Regions from separate parts of the Gossypium hirsutum genome. Here all the other regions are linked to region 1. The links are chromatin contacts, called in public Hi-C maps. All regions are on one chromosome and are shown on one strand. The core of a region is the stretch at or near the end of the contact, and the rest is flanking DNA. Distances in the headings are between cores, read along the strand shown. Region 1 holds the start of LOC107942927 (E3 ubiquitin ligase PQT3-like). Region 2 holds the start of LOC107962841 (alpha-aminoadipic semialdehyde synthase). Region 3 has its middle 3.7 kb from the start of LOC107963569.

Region 1 (4,014 bases), core at 756-3,255:
CTAATTAATCTAAACCCTAAATTCCTAGCCCCTAACCCCTAAACCTTAAACAATAAAACATAAACCCTTAACCCTTAACCCCTAAACATAAACCCTTAACCCTTAACCCTTAACCCCTAAACCTTAAACCTTAACCCCCTAAAACTTAAACCCTAACTTTTAACCCATAAACCATAAACCATAATACATAAACCTTACAATAATAACTCATAAACATTAAACCCTTAACCATATATCGTAAACCCTAAAATATAATGATAATTAATTCAATATTTTAAAATTAATACTATCTTCTAAAATATAATGATAATTAATTCAATATTTTAAAATTAATACTATCTTATTTACAATTATATAAGAAAATGTTTAACATATAAATTAAAAAACAATTAGTCATATACCAAAAATCTTTAAAATTATTTTAAATAATAGTATTTTAATTTTTTCCATTTTTGTGGCATTTTAAAAAAAATGCCGCTAAAGGTGTACTTTTAGCGGCGTTTCTTAAAAAAGCGCCACTAAAGCCACTAAAATTTCAATACAAAACGATGGCGTTTTACAAAATTATTTTGCGGCGTTTTTTATTAAAACGCCACTAAAGATCAAGCATTAGCGGCGTTTTTTAAAAAGCGCCGCTAAAGGTGTACATATAGCAGCGTTTTTAAAAAAGCGCCGCTAATACTCGATCTTTAGCGGCGTTTTAGAAAGCGTCGCTGAAGCCACCAAAGGCTCAACACAAAACGACACCGTTGTGTTAATTTTTTTTGCGACGCTTTCTTAAAAGCGCCGCTAAAGGTGTACATATAGCGGCGTTTTTAAAAAAGCGCCGCTAATACTCAATCTTTAGCAGCGTTTTTGAAAAGCGCCGCTAATGCTCGTTCTTTAGTGGCGTTTTTCATTCAAACGCCGCTAAAAACCTGTTTTGTTGTAGTGATTTCATTGCCACTTAAGTTTAAGATTGTAATTGATTAATTTAGTTGTAATTGGTGTTGTACCTTGGCATGTACACAAACATATTTATTATAATTGAAATTGTAAAGCTATTTGTAAAGTTCCAACTCTTTTAATATCTCTTTTTAGAAGCTTTTGTTCCGTTACTCTATTCGAGCACATGTACGATTATAAATTTTGTTTAATTGAGTTTCAAATGGGTTTTAAATGAATTGGGAACTTATTAGCTTGTTTTGATGATGTTTAGAGTTGATTTGAAGTATTTTTCAGCCAAATTCTACTCTAAGGGTCCAAGGTCTCAAGACTTACACCTAAGTTTCGAGACTTACAAACATTGAAATTAAAATTCTACAGTTCTGGACCTAACTCTCGAAACATTCAAGCCAAATCTTGAACTTGATGTTCAAGTTTCGAGACTTGCAGTCCCTGCACCTGCACAACTTAAATTTTGAGCATTTTTAGTCTTAGACCCCTGTTTTATGTTTTGGGCGTGTCCAAATCCTGGAAAAGCATTTCATATAATTCAATTTGAATTTAATTTCAAAGTATTTGAATATAATTTTTAAAGTAAATGGATTTTCATTATTTTATAATTAAAAATGTAAAAACTGAATAAAATTAAATAGAAAATAAAATAATGACAAAGGTTTAGTTATGTTTTCATTTAAATATTTAGTAAATAGATATGAATGGAAGAGTTTATGTGATTTTTTTTCAAACATGCAATCGTGAATAGTTTTCAATGGATAGATGTATTTTATACCAAGACTGAGAGGTAAATGTCTTTTACTTTTTCTTTTATATATATTTTAATTAAATTACTTAGATTTTGACACACGGTAAAAATATTTTTTAAAATTCATTTTTATTCTAAAAAAATATTTAACAAAATTAATTTGAAAGTAATCGTAGACATTACAAAAATCATTTTTCGCATCGGGCCTAACCTAACAGGTGTATAGTTAAACATTCGTGCCAATGTCACGCACTTCGCACGTGGTAATCTTGCCGTACCCGCCGCGCTATAAAAACCGTTTTGATTCACACTTGATAAAACGAACAGAATCCCCAAATTCTCTCGCAAAGAGATTCACAATACGGACGCACAACAACATCTCCCTTTTCCCTCCCTTCCTCTTTTCTGGAGATTATTCCAGATAACTGAGTTCCTAATTGAACCCGCCGATTCCAACTCAGCCATGTCGGTCCACTTCAAATTCAGAAGCTCGCGCAATTACGATTCGATCGACATTGGAGGCCAGCCTTCGATTTCCGTTCGTGATCTCAAATCCAGTATCGTCCAAAACAAGAAACTTAATCTTTGCCAAGATTTCGATCTTCTCTTCTCCGATCCTATCTCCGGTCAAGGTTAACTCCCGCTTTTTGTCTGCTTTAAATTTATTATCTGTTTGGTTGCTTTCGCTTCAAGTTATGTACGAATCTATCGTTTAAATCAAGTTTATAGTTATAGCGAGCTAATGATATACATGGAATTGGATTCATACGTATGGAGGATTGAATAGCTTTTGTAGCCAGTGTTATCTAGGAGAGAAGACGCACTAAGCCCTAGAATCCTTATATTGACTATGGCGCATAAGTAAGCGAAAGATGAAGATGTATGTGTTTGCACTTTATTATAAATAAGCTTAATATATTACTTTGATATTAGTCCTAAAGAGTCGTCCAGTTTCTATTTTACATATGCAGAATTTTCTTTTTTGTTTTTCTGGTCAATATGCATGAATTTTTTATGGTTGTCTTTGTTATTGAATACACAAATAATGAGACCTGAAGAGTTTAATATTATCCATTTTTTACTCTTAAATATAAAATCAATGAAGAAATAAAAATTAAAGAAATTAAAGACTTCAATCAAACAGGCTGTTTTTGCTCCTAGTGCCTTATAGAAATGCCTGTGCCTCGACCCAAATAGTCTGAGGCGCTTTTGTTGTCTTGTTCTAAGACACAACAGCTGGTCACTTGCTTTAACTACACGGGTTCCAGCATAGGCTGTCACTCAGACAGATCTGCTAACAACTACTTTGTCTGCTTGATGGATTTAATACAGAGTACGTGCATGAAGATTTTCAAATTCCTTGTGGCTCGAGTGTGATCATAAAGAGAGTTCCTGCAGGGTTAGTGCTCTCTCAGTTGACTTTAATTTTAGATACAAAATTTTTTATATGTCATCCTATCTTGGTTCCTTACCTATGAATGATGACTATCTTCAGGGCACACTTAGGCTCATGCAAAGTTTTTGCTACCCCGGATGAGAAAATGAGCAAAACCTCTCATCTTCAGGTGAGTTTTATTTTTGCAACCCAAGATATAGTAATTGCATATTGGATGTTTAATCACATAATTTTATGTTGATATGAATAAATAGATTTATAATTGTTATTGTTGCACTTTTCTCTTTATTTACGAGTAATGAGATGAGAATGTTTTATGCTGTCTTCTATATTTTATTTGCTTGAACTTGTACACCATGTTCACTGCTGCCTTTTAATATAGTTATTCTACTACAATTTTGTTAAGTTAATGAAATTCAAGATGGATGAAGAACCACAAACTCTTCTAGTAAATAATACTTGTGGACCTTAAGATAAGCTGTCCTACTTATTTTGTTTAGAACTTTTTTCTAAATGATGACATTTATTTTACAGAATGCTGAAACTGTCAACTTTGATGACTTTGGAGCAGAAATATGCCCTGTAACTGAGGGGAACTTATCTTGCAATATTGAGGACAGATTTTGTATTGATGATGAGGACACTCATTTCAAATTAAAAAGGTATCAGTCTTTCATTTCTAGTTTCTTTAATGCATTAATTAGTTGCATCAACCACTTTGTCCAATTTTCAGTCTATTGATGATTTGTTAGTACAGAAGCAGTATTAGTATTCTCTCATGTAAATTGTTTTTCCCCATTGCATTCAGTTGCACCAAGCAACCTGTGGTAGAATGTCAAAAAATTGAAGGGAGTGACATAAGTGAGGCTGTTCCACAAGGTGTGAAATGTTTCATTTTCCTTTAGCTACCCTTCTCAATATGGATGGACTT
Region 2 (4,014 bases), core at 810-3,309, 830 kb after region 1:
AATGTGAATAAATAATTTATTATTTAATAATTTTACTATTTTGTTGATCTTAGATAAAATGTTGTCCGTATTTACTTGAAAATACATTCTAATATTTGCATAACTTCTTTTTAAATATATATAAATTAAATATAATTAATTATTATATTACAATAACTACTTCTAATATAATACATGCACATCAAAATATATTTACATACCTTAATCGTATTTATTAACTTCGAAACTAACACGACTCCTTTTTCTCTTCTCTTCTCTTCTTCTATTTCAACACAAGGGGGACCAAAATCAGCCCTACCCTCCCTTTTAAAGGTACCAGCCGGCCTCTTCCTCCCCCCTCTCGCCTCTTCAAAATAATTTTTGTTTTCACATATCTTACTTAAAAGTTCAAAAAAAAAAAAAATTAAACCCCCATCTGACCTGACCAGTCACATTGCTAATGTTATTGATGTAACTGACGCGATGTAACTAGTTAAAATATTTATATTTTGGTCCAATTTTTTTTATTTTAAAAATGTCTCAGTATATTTTTTTTACAAAACAATCATTTTTCATTTTTTTTTCAGTTAACTCTCTCTTCTACTTTCTTTTTTTCTTTCTTTCTCTTTTTTCCCAAAGTTTCTTTATTTTTTTGTCCTCTATTTCTTACTTTCTTTTAAAAATGTCCCTTACCAAACGATTAATTCACATTACAAAAATGATTTAAATGGAAATTATTTCACTAAACTCACAATATTTAATTTTACAATTTATATAATTTAAAAATTATATTTTAAAGAATATAATTTTACATTTGCAACATTCAAAAATAATTTCACTAAACTTACAATATATAATTTTACACCACGAGCAATTTTCTCAATACTAAAAAAAATGATTTTTGTTCAAGACCGCTAACATTATGTCTTACAAATAAAACATAATTAAATGATTTTGTTCAAGATCTATAGTATTATGTCTTACAAATTGAAAAATATAATTTTTAACTGCAACACGAGCAAATCGTCCGAGCAAGTTTTTCAATGTTATTATCTTGCTTCTCGAATGCCGTTGATAGTAATGATCTCACCCGTGCAGTTCAATTTGGCATTCCTTAAACTTTCAAACATTTCGTTGACCTAGAGAATCCCAAATAATCCACTTGTTGCTGCATAACCAATTTGAACCAATAACTAAATAAATAACTGGCAAAAAAAATAATCATTAATTTTGCAGATGCCGAAGCTCCACCAGATTATCATTAAACAAAACATACCTCAAATTATAAATTTTATTAAATAAACAAAAACACAAATACATTAAAAAAACACCCATCATCTCTTTCCCATTCATCCTCTCCTCTAACATAATATAAAAAAAATTTATTTCAACTTATAGTGATCAAGGGTTATATTTAACTATTTGATCGCACTAGAAAGAATGACTCTATCAAATAAAATATTATTTTTATATTTAAATTTAATTAAATTTTAAAAAAATACAATACATTAATAGCTATATTCTTAATGGTTCTATCAAATAAAATATAGTTTCCTTTTTTACAGTTTTAAATTTAAAAAAAAAAACACATAAGTGCAACAAATAAAATAATATCTTTTAAAATTTAAAAAAATTAAAAAAAACCTGACACATACATCATAGTTTATTTCTGGGGCTTTCCTTGATATTTATATAGATAGTATCGTTATCTTTCGTTCGATGAACTTTGAATATTCATTTCAAATAATTTTATGTACATAATCAAAGTAGTGAATATTTTCGTATTTTATTAAAAATTTTAAGATCATATTAATAATAATAATAATAAGCCGGTAAATGCAAGTCTTAAGGAGACGTGATGAGGTGGAGAAAGGGTAACTTGTCCCAGTGGCAAAAATTGAAACCTAACATTAGACATGATTTAATTATGGGAAGGCATTTGGAACTAGGATATACGTGGCCCCACGTGATTGGAAGTAATAGATATGTAATAACTGAAAAGTGGGACCCATCTTCTCTGTCCCTAGCGTCATATCCTTATCATCACCCCAAAACAAAAAGGGAAGTGATAATCCATCCATGATTCACGAGTAGGATTCCAGATACATGCATTAACATATCATCATTCATTTATTTATACTATATTTTCCTGATAAACTTCCTCCGCTCTGAAGCCTTTAATCCGTATTACGATCTCTTCTTCTATGATTCCCGGAAGCTAGGTGGCAGCTGCCCATCTTTTTTCACAACTAAACTTTTCCTTTCTTTCAACGTAGAGCGGTTCCTCTGTTTCAACGTTACTATTATTATTATTTTTATTATTTTCATTGTTAAACTCAATCAATATGATTTCTGAGTTTCAGACTAATATTTGTTCTAATGACATGTAATTCATACATGTTCATAGTCTCTACTCATCAGTTCAGTGATATATCTTTTTCTTTCCCAGAACTGTTTGATCACCGCTTCAATTTGGGTTCATCTCATCTTTTAATTCTTCATTTACAAGTAAGTTGTATTTTCTTCAATCTCTGTTTCTCTCTCTTACGTGTTTGAATCTTTCCTCAACTTGTGTTTATATAACTTCAAAATCACACTTAATTTGTTCGATTGAATGAGAAATGATCCCAATAAAACAAACTGTCGGCAGTATTTAAATTTCTCAGTGACTGATCTCATTGAGGTATAATTGTTCTGCAGCAATTTGTTTCATTCTTAGTTTGTTTTCTATTTTATTATGGGATCCTCTGTAAGAAACATACTTTGATTAGTATTTTTTGTTCAATCCCATTCTAAAGAAGCCTGTAATAGTTCTAGTTGTTCATTTTTTTTTCTTTTGTTTTCTCTGGTGAAGGTTCAAGATGCTTGGAAATGGAGTTGTTGGGATTCTTTCTGAGTCATCAAATAAATGGGAAAGAAGGGTTCCTCTCACCCCATCACATTGTGCTCGACTTTTACACAGCGGGAGGGAGAAAACAGGTATAGCTCGTATAATAGTGCAGCCATCGACGAAGCGCATCCATCACGATTCCCTCTACGAGGATGTTGGTTGTCACATATCAGATGACTTATCAGAATGTGGTCTTATTTTGGGTATCAAGCAACCAAAGGTGCTAAATGTTCACCTTTCCCTATTGTTTACATTTTACAATCTTTTATGGCCTAACTGGTTGTGCTTTATTGCAGTTAGACATGATTCTTCCTAATAGAGCTTATGCCTTCTTCTCACATACTCACAAAGCTCAGAAGGAGAATATGCCATTATTGGATAAGGTAAGCTTCTTCTGTTGTATCTTTGTATGACACTATGAACTTATTGTATGACTTTGTCTATGGCATGCATGTAGATCCTCGCGGAGAGGGTATCGTTGTATGACTATGAGCTTATTGTTGGGGACAATGGTAAAAGGTTACTTGCATTTGGCAAATATGCTGGCAGAGCAGGAATGATCGATTTATTACGCGGATTGGGACAGCGTATGCTCTATGACTCTTTAATCCTTTTAAAATTTTGGAGATTTTATCATTTGCATACCTTTGTCTATGTGAAGATGCTGAATTGTCATCAAATTTCAGGGTATTTGAGTCTTGGATATTCAACACCATTCCTGTCTCTGGGTGCATCATATATGTATCCTTCCTTGGCTGCTGCAAAGGCTGCAGTGATCACCGTGGGTGAAGAGATAGCTTCTCAGGGACTGCCTTCAGGGATATGTCCTGTAATCTTCGTATTCACGGGTTCCGGAAATGGTACTGGAACTTCTTACAACATTCAATTATGTGATCTTCCATCAGAATACATGTCTGTTGTGCTGCTACAGAGTTTGCATTCATTTGATGTTATTAGATTACTCAATGTATAAACTTGCCTAATACCACTGTTTTGCTTTGCAGTTTCTGTTGGTGCTCAAGAGATATTTAAACTACTTCCTCAGGTTTTTGTTGAACCAAGCAGACTTCCAGAACTCTTTGGAAAGGTCAGTTTCCAATTTCAGTACTCCTTTTTTATGCATATAGTGGTATCTATCCAATCAA
Region 3 (4,014 bases), core at 791-3,290, 560 kb before region 1:
ATGCATATGAAAATTGAATACATATCTGATAATGCCCAATAAATGATAAGTCCTGTTTGAATAAATGAAGTTCGATGGATAAATGCATACGAAAAATTGATTATATATCTACAATACTAAATATATAAAAATAATTAAATTTCTCAATATTTTATTTTTAAAAAAATATATTGTAAAAAAATAAAATTGGTATATACTAACCTTACAAATTCTTCAATATTTTCTCTTCTACTACAACAAAAAATTTTCCTCTTCTTTTCTTATCTTCAAAATCGTTCAAGAAAACACTGCTTAAATAAGGCTTTTCCACTGGGTGCCACCAGTCAAGGACCCTCCACTAGGTTCCGCCTTTAAAATATCCTCACTCGTGTAACCCGTATTTTTACCCAGTTTCACCTGTGTATGGACACAAAATACAAGTGTCGTCTATCCTACTCCGTCCACCATTTAAATACATTTTTTTAAATACAAATCATATGCTAATGATGGTTCCATGTTTGCACTAGAAAAAAATGTTGGTGCCGCCACCCTATCACCCTCGACCCCCAACAATATTAAAAACATACCATTTTGATAAATAATGGTATTAACATACCATTTAGGTATGTAAATATTAATTTTGTATTATATACATAAAGAAACCTTTTTTCTATTTTTTTAAAGTTTAAAATATTGTTTTATTCACTTGTTTAAAGAACTTTGATAATTAAGCAGGATTATAATAAATTAACAGAGGCCTACTGATTAGGAAACATGTGGGTCCCAATAATTCCAATCAATGATAAAGAAAAGACTTGAAAAAAATATGACAGTTGACAATGCTTAACTTTTTTTTTATGACTCCTAAACTACATATAACCTCCACAAATTCTAAAATTTTAAATTAGAGTATATTACACGTATATTACAACAATAATATCAATTGAATTATAAGATTACTCTTGATCTTTCTGAACGATTGACAATCCTGTTCCAAATATGTAAAATAAGATGTTATCAAGATAGGCAATATATGGAACATTTTTTTTTCTATTAGAATTGGAATTGGTATAAATAGGTATATGCATGTTGTGATTGTATCGTTTCAGATTTATTAACATTTTTAAAATATATATTTATAGATTTCAAATGAATGAGAATAAAATATTCATTACTAAATTTCACAAACAAAAATCAATCATTTAACAATTTAAAAAAAATATTAAACAATAAAATTATTCACAATAAAATCATCCTATACGAAGTGAAGCTTTTAGAAATTTTGCATTTCTTTTCTTTTCTTCTTCCCTGATATACAAGTTGTTTACTTATTTTTTATGTTGTTTAAAAGTTAAAGTCAGTAAAGTTTAATGGTTAAAATTAAAGCATTTATTATTTATTAATATAAATGATAAATATATTTTTATATTATTTTTAATATTATTTATACATAAGTTGATACACAATATTTCGATCTGTGTGATCATAATTAGATAGAATAAACTAATAAAATTGATACAAACTAAAATTTTCACTACAGTGAAAAAAGAGAATTGATTGTTTCTATTTTCGATTAAAACAATGTACACCAAATGATATAGTCAAAACTGATGCATAACCAACTATATTGATAGTTTAGGTTGTCATTATTTTTTGTTCTCAAAATTACTGTTAATTATTTTGCTCAAACAAAAAATTAAAATTTCATCCGTATATTTGTTTCTAATTAGAATTCATGCATTGTGTTATATATTAAATTAAAATTTCATTTTCAAGGAGTGTTAAAAAATTTATTTGTAAGTTATAATAATTTCAATAAATTAATTATTATAAAAACTTAGATTGAATAATTAACTCAAAAGTAATTAAAATAAATTCAAACATAACATAAAATTCAAAGTCCAAAACCTTAGTATTAAAGCAAAGCATTTTTGTTAGTATAGTAGATTTAGAGGAGGAGATTTAAAGAATTTAGAAAATTGGGCCTAGCCCTTAATCTGGGCCTAAGCCAATGGGCTTAACCCCTTATACAAACAGTTTCTTCCAGGCCTCTCAAGTCTTCTGCTTCTGAACTAACTCATATAGACCTCATCATTGATCCAATTCGATTGGATTCCATCAGCTCGAATTTCATTTCATTTATAAATACTGGAATCCGTTGAATACCTCAGCTTTCGACTCCAACTTGTCCTTGTTCATCCAACCCTTACATGGTTAAAATGTTTCTTAATGTTTTATTTATATTGTTATAATATTTTCTAAATTTAAGATTTTTAGTATATAAAAAAATGTATTTATAAAAGTAAAATATATGTAGAAAATCTTATAAAATTAAGAGATTAAAAGTTAAAAATATGTAAAATAGTAACATTAGAAGAGAGATATTTTAGTAAATATATTGGAGTGAATTCTGTAAATTTGCTGGCTTCACCTTTGAAAATTTTAGTGAAATTTTTAGTTCCGTTTGATTTTAGGGAATAAAGGCTGTTTTCTTTTTCTTGAAAAATAGAAAACATTGAAAAATTTTATTTATTTGAAAATTTTAAAAATAAATTTTGGGAAATGAAAAATGGAACTATTTGATAATGTTAATCTTTATTTTATGTAAAACTGAAAAGTTTAAATGAATTGACTCTAGTTTTTAAACCCATATAAACATTAAAAAAAAAATTCAATAGTATTAACTATCAAACTTGTTACCTTGGCTCAAATTCATATAAGTGCGGGATTATTTTATTTTATTTCTCAATTTCTATTATAGGAAAATAAGTACTAAAGAAGTTTTTTTATTTTTTAAAAAAAGAAAGAAAATAAAAATTATTTTTAAAATAAAATAAAAAAGGAATTTTTATTTTCATGTTTTAAAAAATGGTTTTCATTTTATTTTTTTTAAAATTTGAAAAATACATTTGATAACAGGAAAAAAATTTGTTTTCAATAATGGAAATATAAAAATACATTTTGCATATGTTTTCCATTATAGAAATATGATAAATAAATTAAAATTTTCCTAGATTTATATGGATTTGAACTAGGGTAAAAGATAATATTTTAAAATTATTGAAAACAAAAATATTTTTGCATTTATATGTTTTTGAACCTGTGCCAATTCATTAATTAAATTTAAAGTTAAAAAATTTTGTTTTTGTTATGAATGCTATTAAGTGAATGTTCATTATAATCAACTTTTCACCTTTCATATTCCTTAACTCTTCACATTTCATTTCCTTATAACCCCTTTCCTATTTATGTATTAGAAAAAATGAGGAGTCTAATCTCTCCCTATATATATATATATGAATATACTAGTTGTGATGATGATGATGAATAATAGAATGCAATAGAAATCCCCCTAGTATCATATATATCTTTTTATATATTATTCTTGTTTTATAATATGTTATCAGCACGCACGCTTAAATTAATCCAAGAGTCTTGCAATCTTCGTTAGTTTGGATCAAGGTATGTTTGCATCGTTAAAAGTTCCACTAACCCCGTAATTTGTTAAAACTTCTAACATAGCCAAATTAGTTGTAATTTATTTTGTGACTAAGTTGTTGTAATTGCTGGAGTATTGTTATGTTATGCTTGAAAGTTTGTTAAGAGACTACTTATGTTTATATTAAATTTGCATTGTAGTTGTATCATCAGTGTTGAACCTTACAAAACTTGAATTTGTGGCTTTTAATATTATTGGAAAGAACTATTTATCTTGAATGTTAGATGCTAAAATACACTTAGATGCAAAAGGCTTTGGTGAAACTATTAAGTTAATATAAGGTCAAAGCCATGATATTTCTTTTCCATCACCTCCATGGGGGACTAAAGACTGAATATTTGACTGTTAAATATCTATTTGTCCTTTGGAATAGCCAAAAAATCGTAATATTTTCTAAAGCTTGCGATGATTGGTTGCATTTGAGATTACAAGATTTTAAATTTGTGTGTGAATATAACTCAACTAAGTTTAGAATCACTTCCTAATTGAAATTATGTGGAGAGAAAATAGCTGATAAGGATATGTTAGAAAAATAA

Evidence for each region. Hi-C and Micro-C count contacts between places; a contact is called where the count stands out from the background.
Region 2: a Hi-C map of leaf shows a contact between it and region 1, with 2.4 times the contacts expected there. The contact joins the promoter of LOC107962841 here to the promoter of LOC107942927 in region 1. A contact is called at or near these places in 7 of 34 Hi-C or Micro-C datasets (callus, hypocotyl, leaf and 1 more).
Region 3: a contact with region 1 is called in a Hi-C map of leaf, with 4 times the contacts expected there. The contact joins the enhancer-like site here to the promoter of LOC107942927 in region 1. A contact is called at or near these places in 2 of 34 Hi-C or Micro-C datasets (callus and leaf).

The regions. Positions count from the first base shown.
Region 1 is chrA06:25,577,887-25,581,900 of Gossypium_hirsutum_v2.1, reverse strand. LOC107942927 (E3 ubiquitin ligase PQT3-like) reads left to right here and starts at 2,005. Exons shown (of 15, transcript XM_016876664.2): 1 at 2,005-2,319; 2 at 3,020-3,086; 3 at 3,183-3,252; 4 at 3,618-3,745; 5 at 3,892-3,962. The coding sequence starts at 2,151.
Region 2 is chrA06:24,746,610-24,750,623 of Gossypium_hirsutum_v2.1, reverse strand. LOC107962841 (alpha-aminoadipic semialdehyde synthase) reads left to right here and starts at 2,059. Exons shown (of 26, transcript XM_016899383.2): 1 at 2,059-2,251; 2 at 2,429-2,487; 3 at 2,834-3,089; 4 at 3,166-3,252; 5 at 3,327-3,456; 6 at 3,556-3,729; 7 at 3,874-3,956. The coding sequence starts at 2,841.
Region 3 is chrA06:26,137,222-26,141,235 of Gossypium_hirsutum_v2.1, reverse strand. No RefSeq gene overlaps it. Among protein-coding and RNA genes, the nearest start is that of LOC107963569, 3.7 kb to the left of the region's middle. Within about 2 kb of position 2,040, at least 3 of the 9 cell types and tissues checked have an H3K27ac peak or open chromatin away from gene starts, as enhancers often do. A contact at or near this core is called in leaf, where this site is marked.